Regions from separate parts of the Mus musculus genome. Here regions 2, 3, 4, 5, 6 and 7 are each linked to region 1. Evidence: chromatin contacts called from public ChIA-PET, HiChIP or PLAC-seq and promoter capture Hi-C data. All regions are on one chromosome and are shown on one strand. Each heading gives the region's core, a stretch centred on a gene start, on an enhancer-like site or on the middle of the called end of the contact. The rest is flanking DNA. Distances are from core to core; before and after follow the strand shown.

Region 1 (3,688 bases), core at 511-3,010:
AAAAAGATTTATTTATTTTATGTATATGAGTACAGTGTAGCTGTACAGATGGTTGTGAGCTATCACATGGTTGCTGGGAACTGAACTCAGGACCTCTGCTTACTCCGGCTCCACTCGCTCCGAGTCCAAAAATTTATTTATAACTATATATAAGTACACTGTAGAAACACCAGAAGAGGGTGTCAGCTCTCATTCTGGATGGTTGTGAGCCACCATGTGGTTGCTGGGATTTGAACTCAGGACCTTCGAAAGAGCAATCAGTGCTCTTACCCACGGAGCCATCTCACCAGCCCCTTCACCAATTTTTTAAAAGAGTGGTTTATTGGGTGCATTGCGAGTGAGCAATGGGCAGAGTAGAGTACTGTCAGCTTTGTAAGATCACCACCAGCTATGTTGGGATCACTATCCACCCACCAGCTATGGGGTTTTGCCACTTGATAGTGAAGGTTTATTTTATCTAGTCTTGTTTAAAGTAAGCCAGCTGGCTAATAAAGCCACACTGGGTGTTCAGGATCCTTTCCTGGGTACGTTTTTAAGCACAAAACCCATGTTTTAGGGTGACATACTTCAGCTAACAAAACAAGTTAGCCAGTAGTGGAACCACAGAAGCCAAAAGGTAAGATCAGTACATTTAGAGATTTTTCCAGAACGATGGACATTGATGGTTCTGTCTGTGTGCTGAGTTTTACAGTTGAATGGTACTTCCATCATGGAGTCAGATGTGCTAAGGTCTGGGGTCCTATTAAGGTCTGGGGCCTCTCACACTTTCTTGTTCTGGAAAATAATGGTTAATGATGACCTGGAAAGATTATCGTTAGGTGCCTGCGCCGCCTACCTGATGCATAGTAATTGCTTTCCACAAACGTTCACCCAGCCCCCTCCTCCCACTGCACTTTCCACAGCAGCCCAAACCTACTTGAGCTTCTATTATAGTATATTCGGACCCCTGGTCCCCGGCTTCCTGCTCTTGGGCGCCTAATTCCTAGGCAAGCAAAAAGGGTTCCACGCCCTGATCTAATCTCTTAAAACTCCGGGGCTAAGGAGGATAAAAACAAAAGAAGAAACCGACGGAGAGTACCAAAGCTTGAACACAAATTGAGGCAAATTGAGACCTGCTTCCTACCCCCACAATGCACGTTAGTCCCCGACACAGGGCCCAAGTATTGCTTTCACGTCCCCCACTCCTACGTGGCCATTATCTCGCTGAGGTCCCGTCCACCTGCTGAGTTTGTCCTCGCTGGGCTGGAGTGCAACAGGCGAGGCTCTGCCCTGCCCTCTTCCTTGCGGGGCGCCAGCCTGGCTGCACTCGGTGCAGAGGGGAGGGGAGGCCAGGTGTTCTCGCCCCACTCCAGCCGTTAGGTGCCAGTGTCCCCCGGGACCTGACTGGGAGCGGCAGAAGGCGGGAACGCCAGCCTTGCCCCGTCACCACACCCGGGTTTGTTCCGGTCCCCGAAGCCCGCGCTCCGCCCGGTCCCCAGGTGCCTTGCAGGGAGGGGGAGGGGAGACTTGAAGGGGTAAGGGGTCGCGATCCAGAGCAGCTGGCCAGTCAGTCTGCCTGTCCTCACAAAGAGATTGTCTGCCCCGGGAATAGAAGGGGAAGATCTGAGACTGGAGCCTCTGGGGGGACCTAGGGGTTTCAGGCAACCACAGATGGAAACGCCTCCTCACCCGGGGGCGTGGGCCGCCCTGGCTCCGCCTCGTCACGCCACGCCCCGACCACGCCCTCTAGACTTAAGTTCTGTAGGCGCGGGTTCGCAGCTACTGTCAGTTCCGCCCTCGGTGTCGTCGGGTCGCCAGCTTCCTGGGCAGCCACCACTCTCCCGCCGTCGGACACAGCCTTCTGCACTCCTGTGTTCTCCTGCGGTCCGGTGAGCGTGCCCCATCCCTTCGCTGGCCGCACCTGCTCTCTCCCACTCCATCTGTCTTTTCTCTTTCTTTTCCCTTCCCTGGAGTCCTAATTTGCCCTCTCTAGGTTTCTTTCCTCCTAAATACGCCCTTTGTTATTTGCCTCTGACGTCCAGTTGGTCGAAGGTTAAAACCTTCATCTCTTTACTTCTTCCCCTCAGCCTCGATGTTCCCAGCCTGACCCGGGCGGGGTGGGGGAAGGGGCTTTCACGTCAGCGAAGATCAGAATGACTGTCACCAGGAGGCTCTGGGCCATGTGCCCTAAAGCCTGTTCTTGTATCAAGGGTTGTTTGTGCCTGGAGGAGCCTTGGAGTTTGTTTGGCCTTTGTTACACTATCTTATGTGGCTGCCTGCCGGAGGTGGAAGTAGGGACACAGGGAGACTGGACCTGCCTTATCCTGATTCAACACAAATAGATATAATGCTCCACTCAACAGTTTTGTGACTGTATCCCCCAGGCACAGCACAGCTGCCTGTCTACATAACTGTCTGAGAAACAAATTTGGAAGTGAGCCAACGTGTGGGAGTAAAGACTCCTGAGTTCTTCCCCTAGACCCTGGCTGCTCTGAGTGAGAACTGAGCCTTGCATGGGTCCCTCCCAGCAAGGCTGTCTGAAAGGACTTGTGTGACAGATGACCCTTCCTTGCAGGGCGGTGGTCCTGCAAAGACAATCTTCCTTTCTAAACTTGGCTTCCTTCCTCTCCCCCACAGGACACAATAGTATGAACTTTAAGTGTTTCGTCTCCCAGCCATTTTCTATGGAAAATCGAGGGGATCGGGCCATGGTAGCCACCGGCAGCTTTGAAGAACGAGACACCTTTAGAGAAGCTTGACCTTGGAGGCCTCAGCCTGAGACCTCAAAGCAGCCTCCAGGTAAGGAGTCCCGGCTAAGGAAGCCTTCTCTCAGGCCTGGGGCCTAGGGCTGCTCAGCAAGACAATAAAAATTCCCCTCCTCCCACCCTGATGAGAGCCTCTTCACAGCTCAGCAATCCCCTTCTTCATCCCTGATCACCTTCTGGCCCGTAAAGATGGCGGACCCCAGTGTATAAGGGGAGAACCTGAGTGGGGTGGGGACTGGTTCCAGGTGGCCTTGGCAGTCAACAGCAGAGCTGGGGCAGAAGCTTATGGTGTGTGTGTGTGTGTGTGTGTGTGTGTGTGTGTGTGTGTTATGGTGTGTGTGTATGTGGTGTGTATGTGTGCTCACGTGTGTGCTCACGTGTGCATGTGTGTGCATGCACGTTTATGTAAAGGCACACGGGTGCTGTGGCACGCACATGAAGGTCAGAAGACAACTCAGGCCTCCTACCATCTGTGTCCCAATGGCAAGCACCCTTACCCACTGAGCCATCTTGCTGGTCTGAGCTTCCATTCTTTTTTTTTTTTTTCTTTTGTCCTAGCTTTTGATGTCCCTGTGAATGAGATTAGAAATTGGGTGTTGTTTTTTTATTGCCTCCAGTGGTTGTCCGGTCCTATAAAGTGGATTCTGTTTTTGTTGGTTCATTTTGGGTCGGGATCTCAGGACCTCTCTTCGGCTGCCCTGGAGCTTTAGATGCAGACCGTGCCTGACAGGATTATCTTTCTAGGCCTGCGTTTTAGTCATAGAAACCTTTAGTACAGGTGATCTTTGCCTCTGGTCCCAACCCTCGAGGACCCGACCTTTGGCAAACCCTACGCTGCATTCACAATGGCAGCTGAGCCACATGTTTTTGATCTGGCAGCAACTGGCAGCTGAGCCACATGTTTTTGATCTGGCAGCAACTGAGACCTCGTCTTTCTGGACTTC
Region 2 (4,153 bases), core at 1,650-4,149, 850 kb after region 1:
ACAGGGATACCCCGCAGCCTAGGTCAGGGTTCCCTGCTCTTTATGAGTGTTCTGTGTGTACAGAGCAGGAACTTGGAGGGAGACAGGTGGAGAGCTGGCCTATGGATTCCAGGGCGGGCTAGACTAGAGTGCTGAGCCTAAGATGTCTTAGGAGGCTCAGCAGGACAGACAGGAGAGAGGCTGAGCCTCAGGGACAGACCTAGGCTATTAGTGTGAGGAGAAGGAGGTGACAGGCTGGAGCTTGGTAGGTCAGAATGTCACACCACAGGTCACTTGTGGTTACCTAGGGCCGTGTGGTTTTCTTCTCTGAACTGGAGCTCAGCAGACAGACAGTGGGGCCAGAGATGAGCTTGGGGGATCTGAGAAGGAATGCCAAGGGGGTGGCCTCCCCACAAACTCTGAAGAGGGAGGGGGGCTGGCAGTGGGTGGGGCTGGGTGCCTAAGGGCTTCTCCCTGCCCCCACAGGCTCCTTACCCAAGTGGGTGGTGAATAAGTCATCTCAGTTCCTGGCCCCCAAGGTAAGTGGCTGTGTGCTCTGGGACATGGGGGAGGGGGTAGCACTGAGGAGTAGGGCAGGGGCAGAGTCAACACTGGGTGATGGCTGATGAACCAGGTCTACCCATGGCCGTAGTTGGGACACTGGGGACTACTGTACACCGCAGGAGGGCTCTGGAGGGGTGTGGCCCTCCAGGCACCCCTAACAATGTTCGAATGGTCTACAGGCCATGAAGAAGATGTACAAGGCCTGCATCAAGTACCCCGAGTGGAAGCAGAAACACCAGCCTCATTTCAAGCCATGGCTGCACCCGGAGCAGAGCCCATTGCCCAGCCTGGCGCTGTCAGAGTTGTCGGTGCAACATGCAGACTCACTGGAGAACATCGATGAGAGTGCAGTGACAGAGAGCCGCGAGGAGCGGGCAGGCGGTGCGGGAGGAGAGGGCAGCGACGATGACACCTCGCTCACCTGAGTGACCGGCTCTCTGCAAGGACCAAGACCAGACTGGGGTGGAACCCTGGGGCACTGAGCCTTCTGCACTTCCTCCCTTCCCCCACCTGCCTTCTGGGGGGGCACTGGGCTCCTGCCCAGGTGGCTGCGGCATGGCTGGACATGGCCCCAATAAATGAACCACACAGCCCCAGCCAGCTCTTTGTGCCTGCTTCTCATCTGCTCAGCCCCACGCTGCTCTGTTCTACAGTTATTTTCCTTAATACTCTTATTGTTCACAGGACTGCTGTCCCTATAGGCGTCTTGTAACGTAGGGTGGAGCTTGTTGCCCCCTCCTTTCCTGTGGTTCCTTTCTTTTCGTTCATTTGCACATTCATTTTTCTGGTCACAAAGGTGGTTTGCTCATTTTTTCAGGGCTCTTAAGAGGAGCTGGTCTAACCTGAGGTCAGGCTTCTACTGTGTGATGGACTTCTGGTCCAAGCTAGCTTTAAACAGTTGATCTGGCATACTCTGACTGGCTCCTGTCATCACAGAAAGAAGGGGAGGGACTCACAGGTCAAAGACTAGGGCTGAAGGCCTCAGAACTGAGTTGAGGCAGTGTGAACTGGAGGAGAGAGAGAGGTGGGTACTGGAGGAGGGAGGGGGGTATGGACTGGAAGAGGGAGAGGTGTGGGTACTGGAGGAGGGGGAGGTGTGGGTACTGGAGGAGGGAGGGGGTGGGTACTGGAGGAGGGGGAGGGGTGTGTACTGGAGGAGGGAGAGGTGTGGGTACTGGAGGAGGGGGAGGGGTGGGTACTGGAGGAGGGGGAGGGGTGGGTACTGGTGAAGACACTTCCACTGCACTTAGTGTTAAAGACCTTAGGCTGGTCACAGGAATCGTGAGGTCCCCTGACCAAGTGTCAACCCTCACTTATGCCTAGCTGCTCTGAGATCTAGAGGGAAGCCTGGGCTGCCTCTGCTGTCCAAGGGATGCCGAGTCCCAGAGTTAGTCTTAGGCCCTGCTTTTCTCTGGTATTTTTGGCACCACAAGAACTTGGGGTCTGGAAAGAACTCAAGATCTGACCCTATTCACCTCTCCTGGAAAGCCCTGCCAGTGGAAAACCTTACTGGGCTAACAGTCAAGTGTTTCCCAGAGAACAGTTTCTGTGGAGAGGCCTGGACAGGACCCTGTCACCTGGAACATCCAGCCCTAGGTCTGCCCATAATGGCTTTGAGAACACCCTGAGAATGTCAGACTCTCATTTCCTAACCTATAACCTAGGGTGATAATTTTTACCCTTATGCAAGTGTGAGTTTTTTTTTTTTTTTAATTAATCAGAACAAATTGTTCACCACTGGACCAGGCATGTAATAGGCTCTGATTAAAGGGCATCTTCCTCCTTTCAGGGCAAAAGCCCCTTGACCCACCCTGCTGATGACTGTTCTTCCAAATATGCCCACTGTTCCTATGGAAAAATGGAAGCCCAGCTAAATTAAGGCCCCTGGTTTGGCTGGTCCCAGAGGCTAGCCTCAGGATCCAGAAATACCTGCCAAGTCTAGGGATTTCATCTCTCTGGGGAGGAGGTGAGAAGCTGCCAGACTCTGGTGGGCCTTTCCCAGCGCCTTCTGCAGGGAGATGCAGTCCTGGGGACAGAAGCAGAGTACTAAGAATGGTGCACAGGACTCCCAGGGAAGGTGGTTGTCCCGCCTCCAATGGTTGTGTGTGTGTCCTCTCCCAGAGGATAGACTCACCAGAACAGGGGTGTCGAGGCATGGAGACTCAAGGATCCGTGGAGTCTCAGCAGGGACAGGATAGACTAGACATGAGCCTCAAAGCCTTAGCAAGCTAAGGATAAAGGAGAGACACAAACCCGGCGGTCCGGTCTGCCTAGGGTATTGAAGATCCGGACTAGGCTGGGGGCGGGACCGGCCGGCTCCCTGCCCGTTCCCCGCCCTCACGTCCCCCGGTGTCACGTGGGGCGGGCGGAAGCGCCGAGCGAGGTGGGCGCGCCCGGACCGCTGCCGCGAGTTGGCTGCGGCCGCGTGTGACAGACGGTACCGGGACCCCGAGTCCCACCTCGTGGAGTTCTCTTCGCTCAAAACAGGTCAGTGAGGTTGCTGGGACCTCCCAATCGCCAGTTGTGGCTTGCACTGCCCCCATTCCTCAGAAGGGAATGGTGAGCCCCCCACCCCCACCCGCTCAATTTTCCCGGGGTCATCTGGTGCGCGCTCTTGCCTGGGGATGAAGTGAAGTGGGGTCGCCTCTGGAGGTGAAGTCATCTAGCCAGACTCGTAGGGACAGAGAAAGTGAGCTGGTGGACACCAGCTTTCAGCCGTCAGCTCTTCTGCTTTAGGGCTTGCAGGCTCCGGAGCCAGTAGCGTCAGGCAGCTTGGCTTTCCCACTTGAGAAATGAAGACTTCTACCTAGTCTACCCCGGACATTCTTACAGCCTCGCAAAGCTTTAGGACTTTAGCCGTGGACCTGAGGCTTTGGTACAGCCTCGCAAAGCTTTAGGACTTTAGCCCTGGACCTGAGGTGTTGGTAACCTTGGGCAAGCTACTTCCGTCCTCCGCACCTCAATTCCCCACCAGTTAATGGGGGCATGGTTTCTCTAGAGCTTACCTGGCCCAGTTGCCAGGAAAGAAGGGGTGTGTTCGTTGAATGGGGTCAGGCTGGGAATGGGTGGATGGGCTTAGAGCAGGTTTGCAGTGCAGCGGGGGATGGGGGCTTTTGGGGAGGAGGCGGGTAGGTGTTTGGACACAGATCTCCGTGGGTAGATTTGGGTGCTGGGTGATTAGGAGCCAGGTTGTCTGACTTATGTTTCTCTAAATTCAGTGTCTTAGGGAAAGCTTCCCTAATGCCTAGACTGGGGGTTCGGGATTCAGGGTTAGACTTGGGGATGCTCAGGTAAGGATTTGACTACTGTTGGGTCCAGGGGACCCTGATAACCTGTACTTGGAAAGTTGTGACTGTCCTGCTAAGGGAAGCCTAGGCTCCTAGCAGCGTCATTATAGGGTAGAAGAAATTCAGCAGAACCCAGAGACAGGCGTGGACAGGTGCAGACCTGGGGAGGAGAGGATGCCTGGATGAGCCTTGGTAGTTAAGTGGCTGTTTGCTAAGACTGGCTGCAAGGTGAGGGCAGAGCTTGTGCCGCACAGCAGGGATACTGATAACCTTCCGGAGGAGAGGCAAGGGATGTGGGTGTGGCTGTAAGGGGTGGCAAGGGA
Region 3 (3,870 bases), core at 505-3,004, 830 kb after region 1:
ATTAGCTGACACTTCCTACCACACTGATGGAAGGCCTGGGTATCTGAGGTCATTGCACAGGACTGATGGGGACCTGCAGTTTTGTTTTGTTTTAGAAGACTTACTTTGTAGAACACCTTTCAGGGCCACTTTGTAGAACACCCATCATGGCTACCTGTTTGCCCCTGACTTATTTTTTATTTTTTTATTTACCAATGATTAAACCTAGGGCTCTACCACAAAGTTACAGCCTCCCTAACTATCCTGGAACTCACTCTGTAGACCAGGCTGGCCTCAAACTCAGAAATCCACCTGCCTCTGCCTCCCATGTGCTGGGATTAAAGGTGTGTGCCACCACTGCCCGGCAGCCTTTAAAAACATTTTGGGGTGGGGGGGCAAAGTCTTACTTTGTTGCCTGTGCTGGTTTTGAACGGAATATGCAGCCCAGGGAAAGCCTTAAACTTTGGGTCTTCCTCCCCAGTCTCCTGAGTAGCTGGGATTATAGGTCTGTGCTACCACATCCAGTTTCCTGCTTATTTTAAAAGTGGGCATGATTTACAAAGATCTCAGAGCCCTGAGCACTTCAGGGAAAAAAAAAAAAAAGCACATCTATTTGTGAACCTACAGTGCTGAGTCTGCGGTTTTCTTTTAACACCTGTAAGAAAAGAAATCTACATGGTGGAGATAAGAGGTGACTTCTGAGGGACCAGGGGGAGAATGCAGAGGGCACAGAAGGAGCCTGGGTGGCAGAGGCTTGGTACTCTGGCACTGGTGGGAATAGCCATTAGCAGACTCTGGTACTACTAGGTCAGTGGTAGTCACTTATTGCTCCTAATATCCAGAGGAGCACACCAAAGGCTTTCCCTGCTCGTCTCTGGCCCAGACAGTGACAAGACTGCCATGCTCATACTGGCCTGGCCCTAGCTTTCACTGGGTAGATGGGACAGGGCTCCCAGAATGGAAGAGTAGGCAGAAGAGTTAGTGGACAGAATTTACATCAGGCTACAGAGTAGAGCTCTGGTCCACTCTATTCTACAGAGGGGTGGAGGGGGCCTGTGCTCCAGTGTTCTGCAGCCCTGTGCTTTTGAGAACTGGTCTTCGCCTAGGGGAGGTGTGGGTAAATGGCTGAGAGCTAAAGAGGGGTGGGTTTGGAAGCTGCCAAATAGGGATGTAAGAGGTTGCTGGCTCAGGACCTCTCTCTGGCCAGAGTGAGGCTGAAGTGGAAATTTTGCCAAATTCTGGCCAGCCTTTGAACCTTGAGCCTTTAAAGTCGGATCAACTTCCGGCTGGGTTTGCACACCCTACTGGAAAATTGAGTTGGGTGTGTGGAGGAGGCTTGTTATGCTCTTGGTTCTTGGGGCTTGCAGGCTGTCGCCATTTCTAATTTAGTTACTGAGGGGCTGTCATCCCTATTCCTGCTAGTTAGTCTTTCAATTGTCATGAGGGTGTGTGCCCACCCTTGAATCTCTGAAGTGTTGTGTGTGTGAATAAGCTGTTGCAGAAGCGTGTACCTGCAAGGGTGGGAGCGAAGAGTAGAGAAGAGGCTCTCAGTTAACTTCCAGAATCTCTCTTGGCACCTCAACCTTACTCTGAGAGCCCAGGCTACTTTGTTACTTCGCTATGTGGTTCCTGCTCACAGGTCCCCGGTCCTCTGATAGTCTACATCTCTCCCCGGACTTTGCCCCTTCCCCGGGGCTTACGGGGGCGGGCGCTAGGACCCGGCGGGGCGGGGCGGGGCGGGGCTCGGTGCTCCCGCAGTTCTTACCTCCGCAGCCTGGAAAATACCGAGCGAGGCGAGCGGAGCCCGGGAGCCCCGAGCCTAGCGGGAGGGAGGAGGGCGGAGGGGGCGCGCGGGGCGGGGGGCGCGGAGCGGGGCGGGGCCGGCGGCGGGACCCACTGCTCCTCCCCCCAGGGTCCCCGCGCGGCCCCCGGTCGCCCGGGCAGCGGAGGCAGCGGCGGCGGCGGAAGAGCTCGCACACCGGCCCCGGCGGGCCCCGGCAGAGAAGCCCGCACAGGTGAGACTCCGCCACCACACCCGCCCCCACCACGGCCCCGCGCGGCTTGCTGCTGAGTTAGTTGTGCGAGTCCGGCCAGCACCGCGCGAGGACTCCGTGCCAGACCCGCACTTGCGATCCCCCAGAGTCCCGCCCGGCTCTCGCGGGCTCCTGCACCCGCTACGCAGCAATCCTACTGCCGCTCCAGGGAAGTATGAGGTCGCTCCTTGTGGGAGGGTGGCCCAAGTGACTGTCCTGTGCCGGTGCACAACCGCCTGGGGCCAGTACCTGCCCTTTTCAAGCTGTCCGCTGGTCCGGGACCCCGGCTAGCCCCACCCGCGCCCCCAGCGCACTGACTCTGGTCCCCAAACCGGTCTTGCAGGTCCCAGGAAGGTGGCGTCAGCATCTGCAGCCGCGTCGACGTTGTCTGAGCCTCCGCGGAGGACCCAGGAGAGTCGGACTAGGACCAGGGCCCCGGGCCTCCCCACGCTCCCTATGGAAAAGCCAGCTGCCTCAACAGAACCCCAAGGGTCTCGGCCCGCCTTGGGCCGTGAAAGTGTCCAGGTGCCCGATGACCAGGACTTCCGCAGTTTCCGGTCAGAGTGTGAGGCCGAGGTGGGCTGGAACCTGACCTACAGCAAGGCCGGCGTGTCTGTGTGGGTGCAGGCTGTGGAGATGGATCGAACTCTGCACAAGATCAAGGTAGGATTGCCCTGTGGTACCTGCAGCCTCCACTCCTCCCGAACTGTCTCTCACAGGAATCTCCTCGCCCATACTCAGACCAGGGACCCATAGAGGGGTGCATGTGAGCTCAGAGTCTCCTAATATAAACCAGAGGACACACATGGGCCATATGACCCGGGTTCTAACCTAGGCATGCCTGTGTGTTTGGGAGATGGGTGATGGCCAGGTACACTTAGGGGAATAGTGTCTCTCAAAGGTCTGTCTTTCAGAGTAGCTTCTGCTTGGACCCTTAGTTTGACCCACTAGGTAGGTGAACGGCCCACTTCCTCCTTCACCCGGGGTTCTCTAGCCCGCGATGGGTCTTCTGCTCTACTTTCTGCACTCTTGGGTGCAGAGGATGAGATTCCTTCCTTCTCAATTCCTCTAGTCCTCTCTGTCCCTGCCCAGTGGCTCTATCAGGCTCTGAGCCTGCAGCAGGCCTTTAGGACTGTGGCTGGCAGCTCCTGACTGCTGTCTTGCCCTGAGCCACCCTGGGGGTGCACTAGAGGAGGCAGGGTCTTAGTGTCAAGGGAAACCAGCTCAGAAGGCAGATACGTACTCATCAGCCCCTCACTGCCATCCCCCTCCTCCCTGCCCCATGATTCTCTTCTCTCTGTCATGGCAGGGTAGCTTGGGGTTTGATGGAGGCAGAGATTCTGGTCTAGGGGGTCTCAGTAGCTGTTTGTTACACGTGTGGTTTGGTTGTGAGTGCCACATTGCAGGGTGTGAACTTCCCCTTAGAGAGCTCTTGGAAGGCCATTCCCTTGCACCCTCCTGCTGCTCTGGATCTGTCACGGATGCATTCCTATTCTTAGGGTCCAGGGCACTGGACTGTCTTAACAGGGTCCCTTCTGTCTAGGACCTTTATACCAGAGCCTGAGGTGCTGGCCTTTTTCCTCTGGCCCTATGCTTCTTTTTGCCTTGCCCTAATCATTTATAGCTTTATCCACCTGCCCCCCCCCCCCACACACACACAACTGGCTTGCTCTTCCTGCTGTCCCTTTGCCCTCTGTGTCTGTCTCCGTCTGCCCTTGCTAACTGACTCTTTCTGCGTTTCCGTGGCTACCTCCTTGCTCTGAGTCTCTTCCCAGGCTTAAAGACCCTGGGCTGGAGCTTCTTCAAGGCCTAGTGTAGGTCTGAGCCTGAGGAGTAGGGCGGGCAGGGCAGCTGGCAG
Region 4 (3,772 bases), core at 934-3,433, 960 kb after region 1:
TTACTAAGAAGATGCACTTGGGAGGCAGAGGCAGGCGGATTTCTGAGTTCAAGGCCAGCCTGGTCTACAGACTGAGTTCCAGGACAGCCAGAGCTACACAGAGAAACCCTGTTTCAAAAAACGAAGAAGAAGAAGAAGAAGAAGAAGAAGAAGAAGAAGAAGAAGAAGAAGAAGAAGAAGAAGAAGAAGAAGAAGAAGAGGAGGAGGAGGAGGAGGAGGAGGAGGAAGAGGAAGAGGAAGAGGAAGAGGAAGAGGAAGAGGAAGAGGAAGAGGAAGAGGAAGAGGAAGAGGAAGAAGAAGAAAGAAGAAAGAAGAAAGAAGAAAAGAAGAAGAAGAGGAAGAAGAAGGAAGAAGGAAGAAGGAGGAGGAGGAGAAGAAGAAGAGGAGGAGGAGGAGGAAGGGGAAGAGGAGGAAGAAGAAGAGGAGGAGGATGAGGAGGAGGAGGAAGAAGAAGAAAGAAGAAGAAGAAAGAAGAAGAGGAAGAAGAAGAGGAAGAAGAAGCAGCAGCAATTGGCTTAGATCCCATCTCCAGACATGACTCCCAGGAAGGATACAAAAAGGCCCCCCCTAGATCACTGATGTGGAATCCAGAAAAGGGGTCTTGGAGCAGATGGCCTCTGAGTTGCTCTTGAATGGTTAGCAGGTGACAGGGTGGCACCATGACAGACCAGGAGGCAAGAATGAGGCAGCTGCTGTCTAAAAGAAAAGGGCTGTATAAAAACAAGGGATGGGGGTTGTCAGAGCTGGTCAATAATCAGGGTTGAACTGTGGAAGGTCTGTAATGCCAAGTGAGAGATTTAGGTTTTATGGTGCTCGTGGTAGAGACCCCCACTAAGGATGTTTGAGCACTGGAAGCTGTAAGCTCAGCTAGGAGGGGGAAAAATCCTTGTGTGGAAGATCACCCCTTGAGCTACTGGGACAGCTAGGACACTTCCAAGCCTGTGCCAGGTGCTGGGACCGTGTCCAGCACTGGGCTCAGTGACTCAACACTGGGGAAATTGCTCCCCAGGGGGAAAGGGCCCAAATGAATCACATCTATGAGGCAAGGAGCAGGGGGCTCACTGAGTCACCTTCCAAGGGCTGGGGGGAGAGGGAAGTACAGGAAGAGGGGCAGTAGCGCAGAAAGGAGAACCAGGGAAAGTCACAGTGAGGGCTGTCAGGAGTCTGTCTGTCTCACCATCATTCCAAGTTTTTGTCTTCTGGCAGCCCTGTGGGACAACTGACACCCAATGGGAAGGGGATCAAGCTAAAGTTACACTGGCAAAATCCAGGAAGACCCAAATTCACCATTTGATATAGACTCGTCCTGTGCCTTAGCCCATCTTATAGCAAGCAGAGGCTAGAAAACAGGTTGGTCCAGGCAAGGGGTTTGACCCAAGTTACACAAATGTCCCCTCATCCCTCCAGCCATCCCCTACTGGGGTCAGGGTGCACCTTTGCGATAGAACACCAGGGGGCGCAGGAGCGTCACGGCTGCTGCAAGTGCCTGAGCACAGAGGCGGCTCTGCAGAGAAATGCGCTCCCAGCTCTCGGGGTCCCACCGCGGAACTGCGGACTAGATGGCCCTGGGGCTTGCACCCTTTTCAGCCTCCTGGGACGCCGATGAAGGCCTATCTGGTAGCCTTAGGAACCCAGTGCTCTCACCCCACATTTGGGAACGGTGCGCCTGTGTGTGTCAGGGCGCACGTGTCTCCTTCACAGATCTGCTACCGCTTCAGGGCTCGTCCCATTTTGGAGCGACCTCTAAATTTCTCCCTCACTTTCCTCTACCCTCTGTACTGGAAGGAGTGAAAGGACCTCGGGGCTCCCGGACTGTGGCCGCGGCCCCTCTCCCCGCACTGCGCTGGACTCGGCCTCGGGGTTCTGGCCGGGCTACTGAAGTCCAAGTGATGGGGAGAGAATGTGGTGCGACAGTGCGCGGGACTCTGGGAGGGGCCCTACCACATAGGAGGAGTGACAATGGGATAAGCGGAAGGCAGCGAAGGCTGAGAGGCGACCGAGGAGTGGGAGCCCTCGTAGCCGACCCGCTGCAGGAGACTTGAGAGGGTGAAGGCCTGGCAGGGAGCAAGCCGGCCGGGATCGGGTGGGGTCCGATCTTTGGAAGGCGTTGAAGTGCTGTCCCCGGTAGCAGAAACGTAGGCGGGGCCTGGAGGCCTGGGGCGGGACGGGGGCGGGGGCGGGGCGGGACCAGGGCGGACCCTCGCGCGGACCGGCGAAGCTGTTGCGGACGCGCTGACCGAGTGCAGCGGGCCGGGCTGGAGGGGCGGGCGGGCGGCTGCGAGCATGGTCCTGGTGTTGCACCACATCCTCATCGCTGTTGTCCAATTCCTCAGGCGGGGCCAGCAGGTCTTCCTCAAGCCGGACGAGCCGCCGCCGCAGCCATGCGCCGACAGCCTGCAGGTAGGAGGCCCCCCCCCCCCCCATTCTGGGTAACAGGGAGAAGCGGGTGTCCAGGGAGAGCCCGGTGAGGGCCCGGTCTTCTGAAGAGCTTGCAGTCGTCTGCCCCACGGTCTACTCTCTCCTGAACCTTCCTTTAAGAGGGGACCCTTCCCTTAGTTTGGAACCCGTCTTGTACTGAATGGGACTGCAGCCATACCCAGAGGGGGTCCTTGATTCTTCGGCTCATAGTTCAAATGCCCCTCCAGATTCTGACTCTGCTTCGCATCTAGAACTCCTCCATCCCAAGCCCCGAAGTCCTAATCCTCGTTGCCCCCCTCAGCCACATTAACAGCTCTGTATAAACCCGGAGTTCCCTCCTCCCAGGTTAGTCCCACTCCCCTCTCAAACCTCTGGCTCTCTACTGTACATATCAGATTCCAGGCACACCCATATCCCCTAAGCCCCTGGCTGCAGAGAACTTTACCTCATAAGTAGGACCTCACCCCCAAACCTCTATCTTCTATTTTATAAAGTCTTACTCCCCATCCTTACTAATCATCTAGATTCTAGTCACCATCTTCCACCCAACCCAAGGGTCCAACCCCCTTTTAAAACCCAGATTCTCTCTTCTCCTCTGCCAGACTGCCCCCTCCCAGTCCTCATCTTTTACACAGACCTCCAGTCTCCTCCTGTTGCCTCCCAGCCTCTAGATGTGATAGTCCCATATCATTCTTCCAGTTCCCAAATTTCTGAGTGCATCATCCTTTGGCCCCTCTGCTGTTCTCTTGTTTAGTGTGTTGCTCCAGGCTGCCTACCTCTCCTGGTCTGTTCAGCCCTTCAGTTTCTGTAGGTCTCTATCTTTGTGCTAGGGTCTTTCTGTGACCATGCCTTCCCTACATGTCTGCCTCTACTTTGGGTCGTGGGGGAACCGGCTCAGAAGACAGGGCTGGAGCCTCTAGGACCTCCACCTGTGCCTGTGTTCTCAGGTATGGCATAGGATGGACTCAAGTCCAAGGGCTTAAACATGGAGAACGTTGCCCTCAGGGTGCCCAAAATATATGGTGGGTAGGGATCGTGAGGTGGGACACTGGTATTTATAACTTATACATGATATCTCCTTATCCCAGCTGTCCTGGTAGTGACTGGGGCAGTTGGGTTTGGGGATAGAGAGAGGGGGTAAATGTCCTTCACCTGTAGTGAGGGATGGGTGAGTCTGGGGTATATGTGCTTATGTGAGGGTTCCTGTGTACATAGCATGTGTTGAGTGTGCCTTGTGTGTAATCATATATGTTGTGCTATGTATAATCACATCATTTGAGTGAGATTTAGCATGGGGAGATGACAGTATGGAGATTGTGAGTCTGTGGTGTTACATGCTCTGTGTGACTACAGT
Region 5 (3,814 bases), core at 1,239-3,738, 620 kb after region 1:
TATCTATCTATCTATCTATCTATCTATCTATCTATCTATCTATCTATTGGGTCTCTGTAGACAATTTGGGCTGCCTCAAACTCATGATCCCAAGGGCTTGGATTACATTAGTAGATGTTTGAGACCATGCACAGTATCATTTACCGTATGCTCTAGATGAGCTCCAATATCCACTGAGTGCACAGCAGATCAGTGGTCTAGGAGATCCCAAATCTTCCAACATTCAGAAACTGTATATCCTCAGTATTCACTTCCAAGGACGTGAGGCAGGATAATCCCCGAGACAGAGCAGCTATGCCCAGGACTAGAATTTGGAAACCCTTGATCAGGCACCTGCTGCATGCAGGCCATCTGGGCAGGTGCTGTTATCCTAGCTTTTCCACTCAATAGTCTGGGACTGCGGGTGAATCTGCCTTGCTCACTTCCATACCCTAGTGTTTGGTGTAAGCTTCACATAAAGCAGGGTGGCAGCAAATATTTTACCAATGAAGGAATCAGTGAATGTTTGTTCAGTATTGACCATCTGACAGTGGTGAGGCTGAGAATAGGGCCACCTCCCGACCTCTAGTGGTTGTGCTTCAGAGGAGGTCAGGACTCTGGGTTCCCATCCACTCTTCCCTTGCCCCAGGCCTTCCTTGATCTGAATGAGGACACTGGTGGCAAATGGATGGCTTCAAGGAAACCAGAAACAGTAGAGTAGGCTTTGTAATTTATACACAGCTCTCAACTCTTGACTCCTCATCTCATCTGTTAGCATGTAGGTTAACTCAACATAAAACACCTGGGTAGGAGTTCATCTTCTGGTCACAGAGCCAGTAGGTTATCTGGTAAGTAAGTCATCCTGGTCTAGTCCAGTCTCATGGACTTCCTTTTTGGCCTGAACTGAGTTTCTGAGAACAGCTATCTGGGACTGCAAGTACTGAATGAAGTGGGGGAGGGGGGAGATCCAGCTCACACTGTGGCTGCCTGTGGAGCTGTGGCTCAAAAATAGTGCCTAGGAACGAGGAAGAAGGTTTTCTACTATTCCAAGCAACCCAAAGGGAGCCTGATACTCCTTGGGTGGTCTGGACAGAGTGAGAAGGTGCCTGATAGGACCCTGAGGAGAAAGAGCATTGTCATTGCCAGATGAGGTTGAGTTTATTCAAGTAGTTCAGGACAGGCAAAGTGAGTTGACCTAGAAGTCCTCCCTTCCAGACAAGGGCTTCCTTCAGAGGCTTCCTCCATGGCCCTTGCTGTCTCCCTATGGTTCTTAATCTCACCTAATCCTTTCCTCTGCCATGCTAGTGATGAACTCAGGGCCTCTCTGGCTGCTAGGCATGCGCCCTAACACCAAGCAAGATACCCCTCCTCACACTCAGCCCTTGGGATTCTAGGCATGCCATGTGACCTTGAGAATGGCTCCAATTCTCTGCGGACACCAGCCTTCCTATCTGTGATATGGGAGTGACCGATTCAAGAGATTTTCATTCTTTTCCTCAGTTGACTCCACGAGGTCTGGCTAAGTACTCTGGAATAGGGCATCCATTCCTTTGCCTGGCAATTTTAGGTTATTTCACCTGTCCTCCAATGGCATAGGTCTGGCACCTGCGGCTAGTTGTAAAAGGACTTGTTCATGCTAAATTTCTCAGTGCACGTTTAGCTGACTAGGAGGGAGGGTACGCTGAGGGACTGAGAGAAAGCAAAATCCCGAATCCTCTTAGGTACCTCCTTCCTTATTGCAAACAATCCCACTATGAGCCTAGCCCCCCTCGACTCCTGCCAAATTCCCACACAAACTGTGCAGCCGCAGATGCAGGCGGGAGGCGGGGGCGGCCTGTGCGCGTGCGTCGGAGCAGAGTCCTCTCCCTCCCACGTGCGCGCTCCCGGAGGAGTCGCGCGCCCCAGCGGGCTGGCGGGAAGGCGCGCGGGAAGCCCCCAGCTGCCTGCTCGGTGTGGGGGGAGGGAGGACGGGAAGCGTCCGGAACGTTCCATCGTCGGAGAGAACTGGGGTAGTTCTCGAGTCCCGTTCCCGTCCCCACCGTTCCCCTCGGCCGAACAATCCGTGAAGTTTCCCCCTTTCTCACACCGAGATCCGGAGCCCCGTGGCGCGGCCTGGCTAACCTCCCCCCCTCCACTCTGAAGCAGGCGGTGTGGCCGGGAGCGCATCCCCTCTGCAGCCGGAGCGGGGCGCTGTGGCGCGCGCCAGGGGCCGGAAATTCCCGCGGCCTGAGTGGTTGGCGGAGCTCTAACAGGGGAGCGTGGCGCCGCCTTCCTCCTTCCCGGGCCGGGCGGGGGCGTTGGGCACCGCGAGGGCCGGGCTGCCCGAGTGGGTGGGGGGCCGCCGCGTCAGCCAGCTGCAGCCGGGCCGCGGCAGGCGGCGAGCGCGGACGACGCGGCCGCTCCTCCTCAGCCGCCCGGCGAGCCGCGAGCCCCCCCCCCCCGGCGGCCCCCGCCCCCTGGCCGTCTCCGCCTCCTTCCCTCACACACCCCCCGGGCCGCCCGGGCCCCAGGCCTTCCCGGCGCTCCTCCTTCTCTCCACACTCGCTGCGACCCGGCTGCTCCTGCCGCTCGCCTGCCTCGCAGCCTCCGGGCCGATTCCTCTTCCTTCTCCTTCCCAGGCTCTCCTTTCACACACACACAAGCGCGCGCCCTGGCTTGCTGGGCCGCCCCATTTTCTCCAACCCTCCTCACCCTCACAGTCCTTTAAACGCCGCCGTCAGGGGTGGGCGGAGGATTGATGTCCCTTCAGCATCATGCAGCCGCCGCCGAGGAAGGTAAGGGCGCAGCTGGCGGGGGGCTTTGGAGATTTGGGGGGTGGCGGTGCGTACAAAGAACGCGGCTGGGGCGACCGCTGCGCCCCCTCCCCCTTCCCGCAAGGGACCGTGACCACTCTAGCTTCTTGGCTTGTCAGAGTTGCCGCCCGCCCCAAGCAGGGGGTCGCGTGTACGGGGTGTCTTTCTGACGGAGGGGCGGCCAGTGCTCCTCAGTACTAGGGAGGACACCTCCCTCCCCCCGAGACACTCGCTGGAGTTTTTTTTTTTTTTTTTTTTCTTTCGGGCATGCATGTGTGTGTCTGTCTGCATGGCAGTGCTGCCCAGAGCAAAGTGCATTCTCAGAGCTGTATGGGGGAGAGGCGGGGGAGCCCCTGCAGATTTGCAGAGCCTTGTGCGTGACGGATTGTTTAGTCTGCGCCAGGTTCGAGCCCTCCAGTCGCTTGTCGACACTCCACCCATTGGCAAATTCGCGGGGGGATTTGTTTCAAGTCTCGCCTCAAGATTTGGCCTTTTTTTCCCCCCACGGGGCTGCGGAAAAGAAGTTGGAACGGTCTCCGCCCTCCCACCCCAAGGGAAAGCAAATTAAGGATTGACGGGTCCTGCTTAACCCCCACCCCCCATCCCTTTTGCCCCGCCTCGGGCTAGGGGGCCAGGAAAACAGCAGAGCTTCCAGTACGAAATCCAGAACCTGGCGTTGCATGGTTTGAGCACTACGGTTGGGGTTTGGATGGCCTGGGTGGCAGTGACGGTGCTCTGGGGCTGCCAGCAACTCGGCTGCTCCCTTCTACACCTTTCCGCACTGCCAAGGCTGTGTCCTTGCCTTTTTAAATCTTTCAGATGGATACTAGGTATCTACTCTGAGCAGTGGGTAGAGACAGTTACATCCTTCCCTTGTGGGCAAACATTTGCCTTATGAGTAACTCATCATCTATGCTTCCCTTTCTTTTCTCTTCTTAATCTGATTTTTTTGCCCAGTTACTGATCCTCCCCCTTTCCCCCTGCACGTGTACCCCACCTCTCCATGTAGCTTTGCTCTGGTGGTCGGGATTCCACCACGATCA
Region 6 (3,979 bases), core at 1,208-3,707, 900 kb after region 1:
ATCATTTCAGCCAACTGGCAAGAGGCTCTAGGGTACCCACTCTAAAATGCAGCTCTTCTCTCCCCAGGACGCCTACTCTAAGCGCTTTGTTCCTGTGGCCTGCATCTGCCGAGTAGCTCCTATTGGAGACCAGAAGTTTGAAGTGATCACAAATAATCGGACCTTCGCCTTCCGGGCAGAGAGTGATGGTGGGAGTTCAGGAGTGTATATGTTTGTGTGTGTAAGTGTGTGTATGAGTGTGTAAGTGTGAGTGTATGAATGAGTATATGAGTGTGAGTGTATGTGTGTGTAAGTGTGAGTGTGAGTATGAATTGTGTAAGTGTGTGAGTGTATGTGAGTGTGTGTGTAAATGTATGTATGTGTAAGTGTGTATATGAGTGTATACATATGAGTGTATGAGTGTGTGAGTATATGAGTGTGAGTGTATGAGTATGTAAATGTATGTGTGTGAGTGTATGAGTGTGTGTAAGTGTATGTGTGTGAAAGTATATGTGAGTATGTAAGTATGTATAAGTGTGTGTGAGTGAGTGTGTGTGTGTGTATGTGTGTGTGTGTAGGGGAGAAGGACCTGTAAGTTGGAAGAGTAGGAAGGGAACAGTGTCCCAGGGAGGCATCGTCCCTGTATGGGGTCTGGGAGGAGAAGGAAGGAGATACTGACCATTGAGCATAGCCAGTGCTCCTTTCCAGATACTCCACAGTGCCACAGAGGCACACATCAGTGTGCACAAGGGATACAGTTTCCAACAGTTGGGGTGACTTGCCCAGTGTAGGCCACAGTAGGTGGCATTGTAAGCATTGTGGCATTGTAGCCTAGGTTGTCCAAGACAGAGAAGTCTAGCGATGGGACAGACCACACCAGTAGGATTCCTAGCAGAGGTGACCTCTGAGCCCCCTAGAGCCAGGAGGCGCCAGGGGCTGAGTTCATGTGTTACCTTCACCCTTTTGCAGTGGAGCGGAACGAGTGGATGCAGGCCCTGCAGCAGGCAGTAGTTGAGCATCGAGCCCGTTTTCGGCTTTCTAGTGCTTCTGTGTTGGGAGTCCGAGGCTCCGAGCAGCCTGACCGTGCTGGCAGCCTGGAGCTACGAGGCTTCAAGAATAAGCTTTACGTGGCTGTGACTGGGGACAAAGTACAGCTCTATAAGAATCTGGAGGTATGAAGGGCTCTACCAGGCCACTGAGGTCTCCCTGTCCCGTACTCATCCGTCCTCTTACCTGCCCTGCTCCTGTCCACCTGGTCTCTCCCTGGTCCTGCTTAGGATCTAAGTCCAGTACTTTCCCTTCCAGCCTTTTCTGCACTGGGACAGCATCTCCCCTCTTCTCTCCTGCCTGCCTGTGCCTCATCTCCATCCTGTCCCTGAACAGCACCCCCCCCCCACGTCCTGTTTCACTCACTCCTATGCCTCCCCTACTGTCATCCCCGTTGCTCTAGTCCAGACTGCTGTCCTGGCTCAGATTCCCGCCCTTCCTCCTTCTTAGGCTCTTTCCACTCCCTAGGGACGACTTCCCTATCCCTTGTCCTGCACCTGAAGCCCTGTTGTCAGCCTTTGCCTTCCTCCCTTCCCACCCACCCATCAGGAATTCCATCTGGGCATTGGTATCACCTTTATCGACATGAATGTGGGCAATGTCAAGGAAGTGGATCGGCGCAGCTTTGACCTCACTACCCCCTACCGCATCTTCAGGTGAGCCCCTGCTCCACCTTCAGCTCATGGGCAGTCAATCCTCTTGGTATTTTTTTCTCCCTTCCATTGCTCACCCACCTGCCTTAGTCTGCCAGACGTCTTCATCCCTCTCCATCTGTTCTGGCCAGCTCTGTTCTCTTTGCCCACCACGCTGTTTATGAGGTGTCCCACCAGCACCTGCAACCCTCCATGGCCTGGGACCCAGGGAACGTCTGCAGTGCCACCCTGCCATCCCCGACTCCGAGCTGTGGGTTCTCCAGCAGAACTTGCTTGTGCTCAAAGCACGTGGGCCTGTTGTCCCTTGAACATCTCCCCATGGCCCTTCTCTGCCTCATGTGGCTTGACACAGTTTACCTCCTTTGCACTCTGCCTTGTCTGTTTCTTCTCTGTGTCTGTCGCCATTCAGGCCCTCTGGTCTCCGTCTCAGTACTCTGGTTGCCAGTCTCAGGGCCTTCACTCTATCCATACTTATATCAGGGTAGTGACCTTTGATCTCAAGAGCTAAGTGGGTGTTTGTCCATCCTCCCATTCGAAATATCCTATGACTTTGGCCCTATAGTTCTTTGCCATAGTCCTTAGTGACCACAAATGCTGCAGCCAGACACTTTAGGGTTTCCCTTTCTGTCAGCTGCAGAAGCCACTGTGCTTCCTGATTACTGTCATTGTCACCAACTTGAAGGAGGCTGATAGAGGTTCAGCAGAAAGGGCTTCCACCGCTTGGGACCACGGGTTTACTGCAGCGGGGTGAGCGTGCTTGTTGCTTATCTGAGGCCCTGGCAGCTTTCGAGTTCCTCTCCTGGCTGTCCTGGTGGAGGCCATCTTCAGCCCCTCTCTTACTCATGGCCGTTACCTCTTGGTCACTCCCATGTGACTTGCAGTTGGTGGTGACAGCAGCAGACAAAGAGCCAGGGGAGTTTTGTAGGAAGGAAGACAATTCTGCATTTGCTGTCTAGATGGAGCTTCCCACTTGAAGAGTCTTTCTGCCTCTGCTGCTGAGTGCTGTTAAAGGCATGTGCTGCTACACTGGGTGCTCACTAATGGACTTCTTTCCGGGATGGAGTAAGGAGGTTGAGGGTGGAGATGGCACACACCTTTATACTCTCTCTCTTCCGTCTGTATATACCCTTGACTGGTGCCCCACTGTCCTAAGGGTGCCCTGTGCCTGCTCTGCCTCTCAGGCCTGTCCCTGCCTGTCTCTCATCATCTCCTCTGCCAGTCTGTTTTCTCTCTAGTTTTCTTGCTCCCTTTGTTGGTTGTTTCCCAACAGTCTTAGGATGACACCTCCTCCCGACCCTCAAATCCCTCCAAACCCTTTCCCACCGGTTCTACTTATGTGTCCCTAGCTTCTCGGCTGATTCAGAGTTAGAGAAGGAACAGTGGCTGGAGGCCATGCAGGGAGCCATCGCAGAGGCCCTATCTACCTCAGAGGTGGCTGAGCGCATCTGGGCCGCAGCCCCCAACAGGTTCTGTGCCGACTGTGGGGCCGCCCAGCCTGACTGGGCCTCCATCAACCTCTGCGTTGTCATCTGCAAGCGCTGTGCAGGTGGGTATGTGTGCAGCAGGTTGGCCGTTGGGCAGCAGGCAGTCTGCTGGGCAGATCCTACAGCCCTTATATCTAACGGTGTGTCAGCATTATTGGCTGTTCTCTTGGGAGAACCTTAGGTCCTCAATTCATGGTTATACTCTCTCCACAGGGATGGGGACACACAAAGAGGGAAAATGCATTTTATTCAGGGCTATCTGGCAAGTAAGTGAGCTCAGATCAGAGCCCAGGCTGTTGGAATCTGATGTCCCTGTCACATCAGAACCATGCAGGAGGCCAGGCCCACCAGGGCTCTTCATGCTGAGAGAAGAGCCAGTGTTTTGTCCAGAGGGGATATAAGACAAGGGACCCAGGGACATACTCAGCGCTGTGGGCCAGACTCTGGCTTATGGGCAGAAGCTGGGATTGGAGACTCCCATCCAGGAATGGGAGTGGAAGCACTGAACCTTCCAGATGGTCTGAAAGTCACACATATGAAAGCCTCCATGGTAACATGGCTGAGGAGCATGGGAATGGAAAACCATGGGGCCCAAGGTGCAGTCATCTATTGACTCAAGCCCTAAGGGCCCAGCATGTGCCATCTGCTGACTGCAGGCTGGGCATTCGATTATCTGAGAGCTGACAGTGCGCAGGTGGTGGTTTGCACGGCCGCAGGGGAGAGGTGGGATTTGATGTGGGAATCCAGGGGAAAGGACAGATCTGAGTGAGTCACTGAGCTTGGAGAATAACCCCTGGGCCTGTGGGACTCTAAGGC
Region 7 (3,628 bases), core at 264-2,763, 810 kb after region 1:
CTGTGTATGGCCTCCAGCAAGTCGCTTCCCCTCCAAGACCTCAAGGTTTACAGTTAAGTAATTCTCACTTCCACGCAACAGCTTCCCCCAGGTCAATATTGAAAGCCCTTGAGCAATTATCGAACAAATCTTCCCAAGATAGGTGGTTAGACCTTGGACCCCCTCACCCACATTCCTTCCAGCTGTTTTGTTTTGTTTTGTTTTGTTTTGTTTTGTTTTGTTTTGTTTTAAACCAATTCCAGGCAGACTGAGGCTGCTAACCTCAGGCCAGATCCTCACCTCCCTTCCTTCTCTGTCTGAGGTTCCTGGACCCTGACAAATTCTCAAAACTACCTGAGACCACAAGGCATTGCAAGCACCCCTACCCCGGCATACAAGGTCACAATGTGCCTCATTTGCAAGTAAGAAATCTGAGGTAAAGGACTTGAATTACCCCAAACCACAGACCTGGGTCTCTAGGTTCCCAGTCTTGCAGTTCTCCTGGGTGGTCCCTCCCTTAAACCGATAGTCCCACTGCCCATCAGAGCAGTTGGAGAAGTGGGGTTGTCTGGAGGTAGAGGTATCCAACCCCAAGAGAGGGCCAGCCCTCACAAAGTTCCAAGGAAAACAAATTTGATTGCGTGGGTGCATCAAAATTAGCACCAAGTGAGGAAGAAGTAGGGAGTATGGTTAGACTTTCAGCCTCAAACACACAATCACAGTCCACCAAAAGGCAGTAAATACAGATGCACTCCAGTGTTCCTCGGATGGAGTGCACACATCTCCTCCTCCTAGCCAAAGTGCCCAGAAATAACCACATGAGAATTTAACTTCCGCCGCGCGACAAACAACCTAAAGGAACCCGGAGCCCCATTCGAGCTACGATCCGCTAGGCACTGAGGTACTCCACGAACGTACGCCAGTATAACCTATCCGTACCAGAACCTACCAGAGACTTTCGCTCCTTCCTTTCAGCTACCGTGGCTGTTCTGGCCACGCCTGCCTTCTTTAACTGGGCTCTGGGACCAAATGGACTGACCAGGCCTTGCCCTAGGGACGGCCTGAAAGAAGGACTCGACAAAACCATCACTGAGACAGAGCTTGTGTCTAGGATGCTCAAGGGAGGCAGAGCTGAGTCTTTGGGGCTAAGCAGCACCAGAGCTGGAAACAGCAGGCAAGCCAATGCGGAGAGGGGCGTAACAGGTTCCAAGACGCAAAGCCCTCGGGAACCGTGACGGCGCCGCTGCCCTGAGTCACAAGTCGAGTGGCGGGACAAGCCCTCTCCCCGAGCGGGGAGTCCCACCTCCTCAAAGCCAGTCATCCCCGAGCCCCCAGGGACGCACTCACAAGCCGGCACTAGCTCCAGGAAGAGCGCCTTTTGCGTGCGGTCCCGATGCCGCAGCTGCCGCACGATGTGGCGCTTCCAGACAGCGGCGGGCGCGCAGGGATCGCAGGGGGCGCCAGGTCCTGCCATGGCCGCCGAGTCCCTAGCGGCCGCGCAAAGCTCCAGCCCGAGCAGGGGGGCGGAGCCTCCCGGGGACTCCATGACGTCAGGGCGGCAGCAGCGGGGAATCCCCGGGCTGTACCAAGCGCTTTTGTCGGGGAGATCTGGACACCTCAAAGCAGGTGCTGCTGCGGCCCAGCAAAAACCCTCAGTCCCAGAGGTGTGCGTTTCTGTCCCGGAGTAAGCAGCAGGGATTGAAGCCTCCCTGTCGCCTGTGGGCGCGTCCAGGGCGGGGCCTCAAGGTCGCCTTCCTTAACCTCTTGGTGCCTGGACCAGTGTCAGAAGCTGAGGATGCAGAACTCACTAAGTTACCCCGGAAGGGGAGACCCTACCACCAGGGGCTGTACAGAGACAAGCACCAGGCACAAGCAGTCTAAGAGAGAAGACTGCCTGAAGGAGCCCCACTGTCACCTACAAGGTGACAGTTGAGTGGGGGTTTATGAAGGACCAACTAAGACCGTTACCCAGAGGGAGCGGAGACAAAAGGACTCTTAAGCTCTGGAAAGAACAAGTAGACATGGTCTGATGACATGAAAATTTCCAATGCAGGCGGGCGTTGGGAGTAGCTCAGCGATAGGGTTTTTGCTAACCCTGCGCGGGGGCCTAGATTCAAGGTCCAGCGCTTCAGAGTTGTTAGGACAGGACGCAGAACTGTCCGTGGGAGGAGCAAGATTTAGAGGTCCAGTTGGTAGCAAAATTTAGGGCTCTAAGAAAAGACTCCGTTTATCTGGAAAACCCCAGGCTCAGAGGAGAGAAGAGGCTTCCTCGTTTGCAGCTGTGTGTAGTAGGGAGCTGAGCTAGCCAGCAACCCAGAGTTCTAACTCAGGGCCTATCTGCTGCCTCTCTTGGACAGCACAGACATCTCTTGTGGGTACATTTGACAGTGAATCTGGGCTCACGGGGAATTGTAATGAAATTGTCTCTAGCAAAGAATTCTGCAGATACAGGCTGTGGTAAAGAATGACAGGAGAGGGCTGGTGAGATGGCTCAGTGGGTAAGAGCACCCGACTGCTTTTCTGAAGATCCGAAGTTCAAATCCCAGCAACCACATGGTGGCTCACAACCACCCGTAATGAGATCTGACTCCCTCTTCTGGAGTGTCTGAAGACAGCTACAGTGTACTTACATATAATAAATAAATAAATCTTTAAAAAAAAAAAAAAAGAATGACAGGAGAGACTCAGTGGGCCTAGCCTTACAATATGACATACTGAGGAAGGTTCAGCTTCAAGCCCTGTTTTTAGCTAGGGAAGGCAGACCTGGTTATCCCTAAGAAATAAACCGATGGGAGGGAAAAGGCAATATCAGGAAGCCCTCTAGGCCCTGCAGGGGACAAGCCTTGAGATACTGGGGTCTCAAGTTGGGGGTCTGTTACAGGACTTGAAAAACAGTAAAGGCAAGTGACACCCCAGGGGAATATGTATCTGTTGTTCGGTGAAGCTATAGTGAAGCTGAGCATAATGGCCCATGACTGTAATCCCAGCACTGATGCCAGCCTGGGGTACATAGTAAGTTCCAAGCCAGCTTGGGTTACATAACAAGACTCTATCTCAAAACACTACAAACTGGCCTCAGTCCCCCTTGTGTCTGTCTTGGATACCCCCTGCCTTTGCACTGTACTGTGCCCAGTATTCCTGCTGGAAGTCTGGCTCTGCTCACACATCATATCCAGAAGCACTTCCTGGGGCCTGAGGCTTCTGTGACAACAGCCCCCCCCCCCCAATCCCCAGGTCCTACACAGTGTGCTGCATCTTTAGGTAGGAAGTCATGTTGTGGCAGGTTTTTTAATAATTGTAAAAGATTTCTTTTTAGGCGCGCACATGTGTGGGTATGTGTGTGTGCACGTGCACGAGTGCAGGTGCATCAGAACCCCTGGAATTAAAGTTAGAGCCAGTCTGACTACTAATGTGGGTGCTGGGAAACTCACTCATGTCCTCAGCTAGTGCCTCAGACATTAACTGCTCTTAACCACTGAGCCATCTTTTCAGCACACCTAATGCCTTTTGGACTCACAAAATGCTGCTCCAAATTTTAAACTAGTTTTGTCATCTTTGAATGGTAGGGGAATCAAAGAGTATGGTGACATACTTCCAGGTCTCTTAAGTTTTTATTTATTTATTTTGAAAAAAAAATTTTAACCCACTG

Evidence for each region. Promoter capture Hi-C pulls out the DNA fragments that hold promoters and counts their contacts. ChIA-PET counts read pairs in DNA pulled down with a chosen protein or histone mark. HiChIP or PLAC-seq counts read pairs in DNA pulled down with a chosen protein or histone mark.
Region 2: a promoter capture Hi-C map of pre-B cells shows a contact between it and region 1, with 2.9 times the contacts expected there. The contact joins the promoter of Arap1 here to the promoter of Ucp2 in region 1. A contact is called at or near these places in 2 of 39 promoter capture datasets (the C10 cell line and pre-B cells), 2 of 115 datasets of contacts at active chromatin or transcription factors (memory CD8 T cells and pancreatic cancer cells) and 2 of 9 other capture datasets (adipose tissue and liver).
Region 3: an RNA polymerase II ChIA-PET map of memory CD8 T cells shows a contact between it and region 1, with 13 read pairs. The contact joins the promoter of Stard10 here to the promoter of Ucp2 in region 1. A contact is called at or near these places in 1 of 39 promoter capture datasets (pre-B cells), 3 of 115 datasets of contacts at active chromatin or transcription factors (T-cell acute lymphoblastic leukemia, memory CD8 T cells and pancreatic cancer cells) and 1 of 9 other capture datasets (liver).
Region 4: a contact with region 1 is called in a promoter capture Hi-C map of pre-B cells, with 3 times the contacts expected there. The contact joins the promoter of Pde2a here to the promoter of Ucp2 in region 1. A contact is called at or near these places in 4 of 39 promoter capture datasets (the C10 cell line, liver and pre-B cells), 3 of 115 datasets of contacts at active chromatin or transcription factors (large pre-B cells, memory CD8 T cells and pro-B cells) and 1 of 9 other capture datasets (liver).
Region 5: an RNA polymerase II ChIA-PET map of memory CD8 T cells shows a contact between it and region 1, with 31 read pairs. The contact joins the promoter of Fchsd2 here to the promoter of Ucp2 in region 1. A contact is called at or near these places in 3 of 39 promoter capture datasets (the C10 cell line and pre-B cells), 3 of 115 datasets of contacts at active chromatin or transcription factors (effector CD8 T cells, memory CD8 T cells and microglia) and 1 of 9 other capture datasets (adipose tissue).
Region 6: a contact with region 1 is called in an H3K4me3 HiChIP or PLAC-seq map of bone marrow-derived macrophages, with 7 times the contacts expected there. The contact joins the enhancer-like site here to the promoter of Ucp2 in region 1. A contact is called at or near these places in 1 of 39 promoter capture datasets (pre-B cells), 4 of 115 datasets of contacts at active chromatin or transcription factors (bone marrow-derived dendritic cells, bone marrow-derived macrophages, memory CD8 T cells and 1 more) and 1 of 9 other capture datasets (adipose tissue).
Region 7: a contact with region 1 is called in an RNA polymerase II ChIA-PET map of memory CD8 T cells, with 125 read pairs. The contact joins the promoter of Atg16l2 here to the promoter of Ucp2 in region 1. A contact is called at or near these places in 1 of 39 promoter capture datasets (liver), 1 of 484 Hi-C or Micro-C datasets (CD8 T cells), 3 of 115 datasets of contacts at active chromatin or transcription factors (memory CD8 T cells, regulatory T cell precursor and thymic regulatory T cells) and 2 of 9 other capture datasets (embryonic stem cells and liver).

What each region holds. Positions count from the first base shown.
Region 1 is chr7:100,491,598-100,495,285 of GRCm38.p6, forward strand. It overlaps Ucp2 (uncoupling protein 2 (mitochondrial, proton carrier)), which reads left to right and starts at 1,761. Exons shown (of 8, transcript NM_011671.5): 1 at 1,761-1,868; 2 at 2,617-2,778.
Region 2 is chr7:101,345,170-101,349,322 of GRCm38.p6, forward strand. It overlaps Arap1 (ArfGAP with RhoGAP domain, ankyrin repeat and PH domain 1), which reads left to right and starts at 2,900. Exons shown (of 34, transcript NM_001040111.1): 1 at 2,900-3,030. Gm35219 (a long non-coding RNA gene) reads right to left here. Exons shown (of 5, transcript XR_003946844.1): 3 at 2,678-4,153; 4 at 2,473-2,569; 5 at 1,752-2,391. It overlaps Stard10 (START domain containing 10), which reads left to right. Exons shown (of 7, transcript NM_019990.5): 6 at 466-518; 7 at 723-1,457. The coding sequence ends at 968.
Region 3 is chr7:101,319,359-101,323,228 of GRCm38.p6, forward strand. Stard10 (START domain containing 10) reads left to right here and starts at 1,755. Exons shown (of 7, transcript NM_019990.5): 1 at 1,755-1,994; 2 at 2,356-2,675. The coding sequence starts at 2,469.
Region 4 is chr7:101,449,069-101,452,840 of GRCm38.p6, forward strand. It overlaps Pde2a (phosphodiesterase 2A, cGMP-stimulated), which reads left to right and starts at 2,184. Exons shown (of 30, transcript NM_001143849.2): 1 at 2,184-2,400. The coding sequence starts at 2,284.
Region 5 is chr7:101,106,287-101,110,100 of GRCm38.p6, forward strand. It overlaps Fchsd2 (FCH and double SH3 domains 2), which reads left to right and starts at 2,489. Exons shown (of 20, transcript NM_001146010.1): 1 at 2,489-2,753. The coding sequence starts at 2,733.
Region 6 is chr7:101,387,039-101,391,017 of GRCm38.p6, forward strand. Arap1 (ArfGAP with RhoGAP domain, ankyrin repeat and PH domain 1) reads left to right here. Exons shown (of 34, transcript NM_001040111.1): 9 at 68-188; 10 at 949-1,151; 11 at 1,576-1,682; 12 at 3,026-3,225. Among named protein-coding and RNA genes, the nearest start is that of Gm35219, 34 kb to the left of the region's middle. Within about 2 kb of position 2,458, at least 12 of the 459 cell types and tissues checked have an H3K27ac peak or open chromatin away from gene starts, as enhancers often do. A contact at or near this core is called in bone marrow-derived macrophages and microglia, where this site is marked.
Region 7 is chr7:101,300,575-101,304,202 of GRCm38.p6, forward strand. Atg16l2 (autophagy related 16-like 2 (S. cerevisiae)) reads right to left here and starts at 1,514. Exons shown (of 18, transcript NM_001111111.1): 1 at 1,327-1,514. The coding sequence starts at 1,453.